2 separate regions of the Mus musculus genome follow, and region 2 is linked to region 1. The links are chromatin contacts, called in public promoter capture Hi-C maps. All regions are on one chromosome and are shown on one strand. Each heading gives the region's core, a stretch centred on a gene start, on an enhancer-like site or on the middle of the called end of the contact. The rest is flanking DNA. Distances are from core to core; before and after follow the strand shown. Region 1 has its middle 60 kb from the start of Gm25516. Region 2 holds the start of Sstr4 (somatostatin receptor 4).

What was found. Promoter capture Hi-C pulls out the DNA fragments that hold promoters and counts their contacts.
Region 2: a contact with region 1 is called in a promoter capture Hi-C map of liver, with 2.6 times the contacts expected there. The contact joins the promoter of Sstr4 here to the enhancer-like site in region 1. A contact is called at or near these places in 14 of 39 promoter capture datasets (the 3T3-L1 cell line, 3T3-L1-derived adipocytes, the C10 cell line and 8 more), 14 of 484 Hi-C or Micro-C datasets (adipose-derived mesenchymal stem cells, cardiomyocytes, cerebellum and 7 more), 6 of 115 datasets of contacts at active chromatin or transcription factors (embryonic forebrain, embryonic hindbrain, extraembryonic endoderm stem cells and 3 more) and 1 of 9 other capture datasets (embryonic stem cells).

The regions. Positions count from the first base shown.
Region 1 is chr2:147,812,691-147,817,737 of GRCm38.p6, reverse strand. No RefSeq gene overlaps it. Among named protein-coding and RNA genes, the nearest start is that of Gm25516, 60 kb to the left of the region's middle. Within about 2 kb of position 3,212, at least 14 of the 459 cell types and tissues checked have an H3K27ac peak or open chromatin away from gene starts, as enhancers often do. A contact at or near this core is called in liver, where this site is marked.
Region 2 is chr2:148,391,833-148,397,044 of GRCm38.p6, reverse strand. Sstr4 (somatostatin receptor 4) reads right to left here and starts at 1,668. Exons shown (of 1, transcript NM_009219.3): 1 at 281-1,668. The coding sequence starts at 1,574. The coding sequence ends at 417. It overlaps Gm39957 (a long non-coding RNA gene), which reads left to right and starts at 5,138. Exons shown (of 3, transcript XR_866841.1): 1 at 5,138-5,212.

The DNA.
Region 1 (5,047 bases), core at 1,963-4,462:
TGACCAAGACTGTGCACCAATGGGACTGTTGGCTTCATTTCTTTTGAATTCCAATGTTACTTTAGATTTCAAGATTGAACATATATCTCCAGAAAGTACTTCTTTTCTGAAGACACAATATAGAAATTATCCAACATAGAGTACTTTTTCTTTCAGTGTACAACCCAACTAGTTTGCCAGCTATGCACAAACTGAGGAAGGCCAGTAAATGAGAAAACAGCCCCCCATCTATATGCAAGCATCATGGAATGAGTAAAGGTTATTGATGCTCTTGCACCCTATGGTAGAGACCTAAAGTAAGCAAGGAGAGTCCTGAATGAACTAAGCCTAATGTCAATGTTTCTGCCAGTAGTGACATAGACTCTTATGGAAGTTGAAACATTTGTCCCTTTAGACCTTCGGATGGCAATCCCTGCCAAAAAAATCCCCTAGAATTCCTTAAGGGAAATTCTAGGGGTGAAATTCATCCAACAAATTCTCAATAAGCTAGTCATGATCTGAATGAAGCTGCCCAGGCATACAGCTGCCCCTCTGAAGAGGGAAAGAAGGTTTCCTTGTATGTGTGCCCCTCTTTGGGAAGCCCAGCTCCCAGCAACTGGGCAGCCTGTGGCCAGCTCAAGCCAAGACACTGGGTACAGCCTGGACCCCACCCTTAAACACAGACTTCCCGTTCAGTAGCAGTTTCTGGCACTGGAGTCTTCATTTCTCCAAACTGCCACCACTATTTGGATAAAATAACATTTGAACACATTCGAATCCTCTGTTGGAGGATATTTTCAGACAGAATAGTGAAAACACTCCCCTCCCTTGTACGTTTTCCAGAGTCATTTTTAAGACAGTAAAAAAGAATTAATTTTTCATGAACCCCCACTTCCAGAAATTATCCCTTCCTATAAATTCTCTTGAACTATATTTTGGGATCTTAATACCTTTTTAAATACCCCCCTCTCAAGTGGGGCGTTTCTTGATGATGATACTCTCAAGCTAATTTAAAACTCTGTATCAGCAGTGGAAAAACCATGGTGCTCATGCCAAACCCCGTGCCTGTCTGTCTTATTTTTATAAAGCTTTATTGGGACAGACCTGTGAGTTTAATGGCAGGCTATGTGACTGCTTTTCTGCCACAGTGGAAGAGCTAAGTCATAAGACAGAGGCTCTGGGGCTCACATGCCTAAAGTATTTACTAATTGGCTCTCTGCAAAACAAATTTGCTGACCCCTGTCCTACTTCTTAAAAGACAACTGAAGTGCCCATCCATGCCCTCCTAACTCATGCCAAGATTAACACATGGTTTCTGTGTTTTCAACAACTGCTTTTTTTACTCATTCTCCAGCTTTGGGTCATGAGATTCTAAATTCAGAGCCTCCAAAATTATGGCCCTGACACTATGCCTCACCATTCAGATTCAATTTCTCGATGAATCTGTCCTGAACGGAGCAATGGATGTAACTTTCATTCTAAGACCATACTCATTCTCTTGGGGAAGAAAAACATGAAAATGAGTTTTGTATAACCATGTGTTGAAATGTCTTATCTTTTTTATCTTTCATCTATTTAATTTCCCATCTGTGGGTTAGAGGCCTTGTTAGATATTCTATGGTCTCAAGATAATTTACCATTTAGCCACACAGCAAGACTTTAAAGCTAGCATGAGGAATCCCTCTGTATAGGTGATGGATTGGGAATCAGAGAGGTGAGAGGATTTACTTAAATTTGCTAAGCTCTTAAGTGGCCGAGTCAGAATTTAAGTCAGGTTAGGCTCTATTTCAATTGCCTTTTGATTTGTGTTGTATCTCCAGAGAGTAATAATAACTCTGTTAGCTAGACTAGTGGAAATATTGTAAAAAAATTATTTTGCATCTTTCCCTGTTCTCTTACTGCCTCTTCACAAGAGCTCAGCATCATGACTGACAACACAAATTTTACAGTGATGTAGAAGAATTTGAAGCTACTGTGTGGTGTATTAGGCCTAGGTAGTGACTTAACCTGTCAGAGCCTTCCCTGTTTCTTCTACACAATGGAATCAATAACACAGTCATAGAAAACACCCACTAGGTGGTTATAATAGATTTATTAAATTACCGAGGATAATCTTTAACTTGACTGCCCAGAGGCCATTGAGATCAGTTGTTAGAAACAGAAGCACTACCAAGAAAATTACACAAGTTTAAGTGATGTGCTTACATTTGCACCTTATGGCTAATCTTCTGGACTGCACTTCTTGTCAAGCGTCAGTGTCTATGGTCTATATGTCTCCTGTTGTGGCTGTTTGACTTAGGTTTCTACTATTGTGATAAAACACCATTACCAAAGGCAATTTGGAGAGGAAAGGATAAAATTTCATTTTACAGCTTGTAGTACTTTATCCAGAGAAGTCATAGCAGGAACTTGAGGTAGGAGCTCAGAGGCGGGACATAAAGCAGAAGCCAAGAATGAATAGTGCTTACTGGCTTGCTCTTCATGGCTTGCAAGGCCTGCTTTCTTATAGAACCCAGGATAACCAGCCCGGAGGTGGCGTAGTGCCCAGTGAGCTGGGCCCTCCCACATTAACCATCAATCAAGTAAATGAACCCCAGTTTGTTGATAGGGTATTCTAGTAAGGACATTTTCTCAACTTAAGTTTCCTCTTCTCAAATGACTCTAGCATGTTTTAAGCTGACATAAAACTAACCAACACACAGGTACAGAGTGTTATTACAAGAAGATTTATTGTTGCTGTTGGTTGAGACTCAAAGCCTTCTCTATAGCTCTGTCTCTCACGTGTATAACATGTGAGAGAATACAAAGAAACAGCGCCAGCATCCAGCCTGCCAGTTTGCCAATGAACCACCTGGAAACGAGAGGATAATTATAATTCTAGTCACACACTAGTGCATTAGAAAAATGTGAAATCTACTGCTCACCCACGACATGGCATCAAGTGGCCCTAGCAGCAGAGGGACAAACCCTGGACCACTTTAGGGGGAATGGTTCTGAAAAGTAGAGATTCTGAACTTGACCGGAGATGTTCAGAAAGAAAAAAAAATCTGCACAGAATTCAGATATGGGCTGTCCTGGTGTCCTAAACTCTTCTTAGGGCAAGGGACTGGATGTTTTCGCAGAGGGAGAGAGTGGTTTGTAATCATCTAAAGATACAAGTTCTCACTTGAACCAAGGAAGCACCATAGGGAAGCTCTTGCTGGAGGACAGACTAGGAAGTTTGCAACAGTGCTGTCCATGTGGGAGGCTCGGGGACAATGACAGCAAACACTGTGCTCCAAGAAGCACTCACCTCTGCCATTATCTAGATAAAAAACTTTGGAAAAGTTACTCTGTAAATTTCAGTGAAACATAGACTAACCTTTGGAATATGTGGCCAGCAAAATTCTGGCAGCATTTGCCAAGGTCACTAATTGGAACATGCACACGGCTCACCTGCACTCTCCTGAAGTACAGATTTGGTAGTCTACAGTTAGGTTTTTCTACCAAGCTCTTCAGCTCCTCAATGGTCCTAGCCCGGGACACAGCTCACATGGCCACACCATAGAGGGCCTGTGAAGTAGGATGGGTTACCAAGCAATCCCTTCCATTCCCCCAAAGGAAGCCAGGACTCATGATCACCTTCTGGCGGACCAAGTCCTTTGTCCTGAACATCACCATACTTCAGGGTTCTTCTAAGTAAGGTTTCTATATAATTTCACCTGATGCAAAAATATTCTGTGAATGAGCATTGTGCTGGGTTCGATATTAGAACTGAGTTTTTTTTTTTTTTTTTTTTTTTAAGTGAAGCCCAGTAGTAGACGTTTTTCTTCCCTTGTCTGCAAAATTTCTGGTGTTCTGTCTTGCTTTATTCCTAAAAGAATATTTCTTGTTTGCATATTTACTTCTGTGAGTAAAGAAAGCACCTTAGGTTATCTGTCCAGAGGGAAATAGGACAAGAAGCAAAAAGGCATTCAAACAGTAAATAAACTATTTAGGATTTGGTGCGTATTCATGAGTCACAGGGTAGGAAGAGGAACTGAGCTGCTGGGGTTGGTAAACCACAAGCCTGTGAATCAACAGCACTCCGTTTGCTGTTCTAATAATGGCAAACACCAAGGTGTACCAAAGTGGGTGTGAGGGGTTTCCTCTTGTTACTGCTTATATGATGTTTGGACATAGTGTTAAGTTCACTCAGAGGATACAGGAAGATTTTCTGCTGCTCTGAGAAGGTGAGGGAGTAGGGTTCCCTCTGCCATTCAGGAGAGAGAAGTGGGAAGAGACAGAATCCTACCCAACATGAGTGGGTACCATCCATTCTGCTGTACAACCATGAACACAAGCCCTTCATACTGGTGACTATGTCCTGGTGTTCCTTTTACTCTCCTCCCAACAGATCTAGGGACCAGAAGCACTCGCTGTAACTGAGGAGAAAGCAAGTCTGGAAATGAATGAACCATCATAAGATGTAGCTGAGGTTTGGGCTCATGCCTCCAAGAGGCCAGGAGCTTTTCTGATATTTATCAAAGAAACAGCTTCTGAGATGAAAGAGTCTCATTATTGCATCTATCAGATGAGAAAACTAGGACTGAGGATTTTGCAGTGAACACAACACACCAAAGGTCAACACTGTGGTATATAAACTTTTTCTTATTTCTTTTATTTTGTTTACTTGCAGTGCTGGAGACCAAGCCTATGGCCTCACACAAACTAGGCAACTGCTTTACCATCGAACTATAAGAAAAGCACTTGAGAAACTCTGTTTTGATTCATGGATTCATGACTTTTTTTTCTTCAGTGCTGCAGCCTCTAAATCCCACATGTATATGAGACCTGTGTGACTGTCTTCATCTTCCTCAGCATGTGCAAGTACATGTGCATGCTAGCCTCATGAAAGCATGTCTGCAGCAGTATATAGCATGCTTGTGAATGCAAGAATGTTATTGCATGTGAGCGTGCATGCGCTTGAGCTTGTGAATGCACAAGAATGCATGTGGATTTAGAATTGAGGAAGAGAAAAAGTATCTATTAAGCCAAAGGCTTATGTATGTCTTTGACATAAAACCTTCACCTAAGTTATTGGACTTAG
Region 2 (5,212 bases), core at 419-2,918, 580 kb before region 1:
CTTGTCTCACCATACACACTATGCTACCATACAGCAAAGAGCCTACACAGAGCACAGGCTCTGCCTACCTCAGCCTCCCAAGGGCTCTTTCAAGCAGTCACTGTCACAAGTCACACAAGGGTAGACATTCCTTTCTGACCACCACCTGCTTCCCACCTCTTGAAAAATTGCCAGAGGCCCAGGAATGGATGGTACTTTAGCCCAAATCCCAGGGCAGTCCTACCCCCATGGAGGTGTCCTTGGAGCCAGTCCTAGGAGAGGGAGGGACTAGCAGGAGTCCTGAGGCTCCTGGGGACAGCACACAGGCTGCTGAAAGGGCCTGGCTTAGTGAAAACAGGAGTTGTTCTTGAAGTTGCTGGCTTGAGAGAGTGGCGCAGACCCGTTTGCAGGCGAGGTGAGGGAGGGTAAAATGGTTTTCAGAAAGTAGTGGTCTTGGTGAAAGGGACTTGCTTGCAGCCAGGTTCTGCTTGCACGGGCTCCTGCTGGCAGGGCAGAGGAGGGCATATGCATCCTGCACCCCCTCTGCTTTTGAGAGCAGTGGCATAGTAGTCCAGGGGCTCTTCCTCAGCACCTCCAGTTGTTTCCAGGAGACAGCAGCGCAGGCACAGAACCCGCTGGAAAGAGCGCCGGAAGTTGTCAGAGAGGAAGCCATAGAGAATGGGATTGGCACAGCTGTTGGCATAGCTCAGGATGAGGGACACATGGTTGACAGTGGCATCGAGGCTGGTGACAAACAGGTTCAGAAGCTGCACCACATAGAAAGGCATCCAGCATAGCACAAAGACGGTCACCACCATTAGCACGAGCCTAGTGATCTTCTTCTCTGAGCGCCTCCGTTGTTGCCAGCCAGCCCGCAGGGCCACAGCGCGCATCTTGCCCACAATAAGCAGGTAGCATAATCCGATGGCCAGAACCGGGAGTAGGAAGCCCAACAAAAAAGTATAGATCACAAAGACCGCAGACCAGGCCGGGTGAGGCCAGTGCAGGTTGCAAGCCACGGCCTCGCCCCCACGAGCTGGCCTGGTGTCAGCGAAGACTGCGATGGGCAGGGTGACCAGCAAGGATGCTAGCCACACTCCCAGGTTGATTAGCTTGGCCACGCTGGGCCGCCGGTAGGTGGCGGCGCGCAGAGGGTGCACAACAGCCACATAGCGGTCCACGCTGAGCACGGTGAGGCAGAAGACACTAGTGAACATGTTCAGGCCGTCCACGCTAAGCACTGCGCGACACAGCACCGCCCCGAACGGCCAGTGGCGCAGGGCAGCCGCCGAGGCCACGAATGGCACGCTGAGCATGAAGAGCTCATCGGCGACGGCCAGGTTGAGTAGGTAGATGTTGGTGGCTGTCTTCATCTTGGCATAGCGTAGGATCACGAAGATGACCAGGGCGTTTCCCACCAGGCCCACCAGACACACGAGCGCATAGATGCACTGGATAGTGACCATGCCCGCTGTCCCTGTGCCGTCGGACCCCATCGCATCCTCCTCCTCCTCGTCCGGAGCCCAGCTGGCGTTGATCCCAGGGGTCCAGGTGGTGTCCTCGACCCCCGGAGGCAGAGTTGCTGGCGCGTTCATGTCTCGGGGTGCCCACCCCGGGCAGCGGAATGCGGTGGAGAGCAGCGGAGCGCTGAGCCAAGGACCAAGAGGCGGGCTGGGGTCGCGCGCGCACACGCTCGGCTCAGCCGCTCCGCCTAAGAAGTGCGCGGGGGCCCGGGAGCACCCGCCAATCCCTGCGCTGCCGCGCGCCCCTCGGCCGCGGGAGCTCCATTTGCCCGGCGCGCGCCCTTCCCTTCGCGCGCCCAACCTCAGGTGCCTTTGCCCGAAGAGCTCTTGTGGGCTTTTCTTACCTGCGCCACCTCTGCCATGTTGCCAGTTTCGCCGGGCTATCAGAAACTTTACTTGGAACCCGTCCTACCGTGTGCCGCTAGATCTCGCCTCCGTCAGCTCTTCAGATCCTCTCCCCTTAGGATCCTGGTTCTCTCCGAATCGCTCGCTCACTACCTACAGTTTTCTGGGTATTAAAGTATCTGGATGGCCCCAGATTACCCCAAGCACCCAAGCACGCAGAGCCATCATCCCAGCACCTGACAGCCCTTCCCTGCTCTTTCAATGTTCAGAAAGTCCTGTATTGTCCTTTAGCTCAGTCCAGGGATGAGGGAAACTGAAAGTCTCTATGGACATTTCTGTGGATTCAAGGTCGATAAGAGGCCAGAGGTGGAGTTGGGGTCCTGGGGTGTGTGTCTTGGATCTCTCCCTCTCTTCCTGCCCGCCCGCCCTCCCTCACCCCAAACACTGGCCCTCTGAATCTTTTAAATTGAATCTGCATGGAATTAAGGTCCTCAGGAAATGGAGTGGTATTAGGAGAACTAGAGATACCTTTAACCCCAAGATAACTAACCTCAGGCAAGTGAAATGGCTCAGGGATAAAAGTGCTTGCTCTTAAGCCTGAAGACCTGAATTTTATCCCTATGATTCACAAGAAAAGAAATTTGACCTCTATTTCCCACTGTGGCATGCATGCATCTGCCTCCCATCATTCATATATATATATATATATATATATATATATATATATATATATACACATGTATATATATACATATATATATATATACACACACACACACATGAGAGAGAGAGAGAGACAGAGACAGAGAGAGAAAGAGAGAGAGACAGAGACAGAGAGAGAAAGAGAGAGAGACAGAGACAGAGAGAGAAAGAGAGAGAGACAGAGAGAGAATGCTAGTGGTGACATACGGTTTTAATCCTGGCACTTGGGAGGCAGAGGCTAGCCTGGTCTACAGAGTGAGGTAGCCAGAGCTACACAGAGAAACCCTATCTCAAAAAACAAAACAAAGAAAAAAAAATAAAAGAGAAAAAGAAAAAGAAAGTGAATCCCTGTCTCCCAGGTGCTTTGAGTAAGTGGACTCCAGTGACAGAGAGACCTGCTAACTCCCACATGGCACTCACTCATGGAGGTTCCTGCCACAGGAAGAAAGATGGCTTGCCAGCCTGTGTCATCCATCCCTGCTTCCAAACTCACTGCTAGACATGAGCAGGGAACCCTCCACTTCTGCCCTAGATAAGCTGCTAAAGCAAGGCCCTAGAGAAGAGCTGGCCCTAAAGGGCATGACCCCTTTTGTGGTCAGTCCTTAAATGTGCCTGCTTTTTCCTTTAGTCTTATTCCTATCAATGTCTCCATGGGAGGGGCCTGGACCCTCACACAGAAAAAAAGCAGAGGAAATGTTTAGTGGAAGGAGGTGTCCAGTGCTTTCTGTGTAACTCTGGACTCTGGAGAGACTCTTCAGTAACTGTTCCACAGATTACCTCTATTTCCAGGTCAAGCGTGTTGTCTGTCTGTCCCCTTCCCTGGACTCACCTCCTCCGAGGTCCCTTCACCTATTGAGCATTCAGTACTCTCTCTTCCTGGAAAAGTCTTTCCTGAAGTTCTCCGGGTGAGCTTTTGGAATCTTCCTACTTCTTCCTCAAAAGTTCCTTCCTGGTACTTCCTGCCTCCATACTCTTTGCCTCGGGCTCTGAACATGTGTCATGAATGAGGTTCAGGGACTGGTGGGGCCATCTGATCTTGTCTTTTAAAAGTTGCTTCAATGAACTGGTATTAAGTTGATGCCAAGAGGCCCTACCTACAGCATAGCACTGTTGCAAAGGTCAAATCTCTTGTGGTTGTGTAAAAGGAAGTTGGGAAACCTGACTTTGTTTTGGTTTGCATATCACATGTCTCCCATAGGCTGTGTCCCCTTGATGGTGACACTACTTTGCAGAATGGAAACTGGGAAGCAGAGCCTACTTAAGAAAAATAGGTCTCTTGGGGACATGTCTTTCAATTTAAAAGGAAATTATTATTTTCAGTTTCTAAGTGTTTATCTGTGCATATGTTTGAGCTACATGCTACCTGGTGCCTTGCAGAAGCCAGAGAGAGTGTTAGATCCTGAGGAACTGGAATTACAAACAGTTGTGAGCTGCCATGGGGATGCTGAGAATAGAGTCACAGTCCTCTGTAAAAGCAGTCAATGTTCTTAACCAGTGAGCCATCTCTGTAGCCTAGGTAGTGGTGGTGTGTGTCTGTGTTTTTAAAGATCATAATTGGCTCTTGTATTTTCCTGTCCATTTGTTTCCTGTCTGCCAACTGCCATGACATTTTGCCTCAGTATAGAATCTGTGGCACAAGAACTATGGACTAAAATTCCTCAAATCAAGTCAAAATAAATCTCTTCCAATGTACCTTGTCTATGGCAGTCATTTGGTGATAATGGCACGATAAACAGACAAGATGTCTGCTGTGGCCTTTGTTCCTCAAAGTCCAGAAACAGATCTCAAAGTTGAAGTTTTGATTTTGCTGATGGTACTGGGTGAGGGATGAAGCCTGTTCAAATTCTGGGTATTTATAAAACATACATGACATTATATTCCCCACAAGCCCTTGCTTCATTACACCAGTGAATGATCTTGGGCAAGACATCCAATTTGAGTTGCCACACCCTTCGCTGTAAATGGGCATCACCCTATCCCCTTTCCCCACTATGCTGTTGTGTGTTCCAAGCAAGTTGACATACTTGAAGCTGTTTAAAGTCTGACATGGTGGGCATGGTGGCACATACCTTTAATTCCAACATTTGGAGGTAGAGGCAGGAGTATTAAGAGTTCAAGGGCAACCTGTATTACATAGAAACTTCAAGACCAACCTGGATCTATGAGGTGCTATATCCTAAGAGCAACAACATGAAAAAACAATTACAACATGAAAGACATCTGGCACTGAGAAATTCCATACATTCATTGATATCATTATCACCAGAATAGCACAATAGACATTGTGTTAGTAAGCTTTTTGTTACTAAAATAAATACCCCAGATAAACAGGGCTTTTTGTTTTGTTTTGCTTTGTTTTGTTTTGTTTTGTTTTTGAGAAACATGGTTCATGTTGAAATTTCCATCACATTAATTGAGTACCTGGAAGAGGTATTGGCCAACTCGTTACTCTACCAGGAGAGGAGGCCTAGGGGAGCATTCATGCTGAGAAGCAGGAAAGAGGTGGGTTTGGGGGCTCTTCTGCTTCAGGAAGAGAAAAAGCTGCCTGCAGGCATAGTAGAGCAGAGGCTGCTCTGAGTGTCCAGATCCAGGGATGAAATAGGGAAAAGAGGGCATCACTTGCTACCAAGCTTCTTGGTAAATTCTATTTAGGGAGTTCCTTG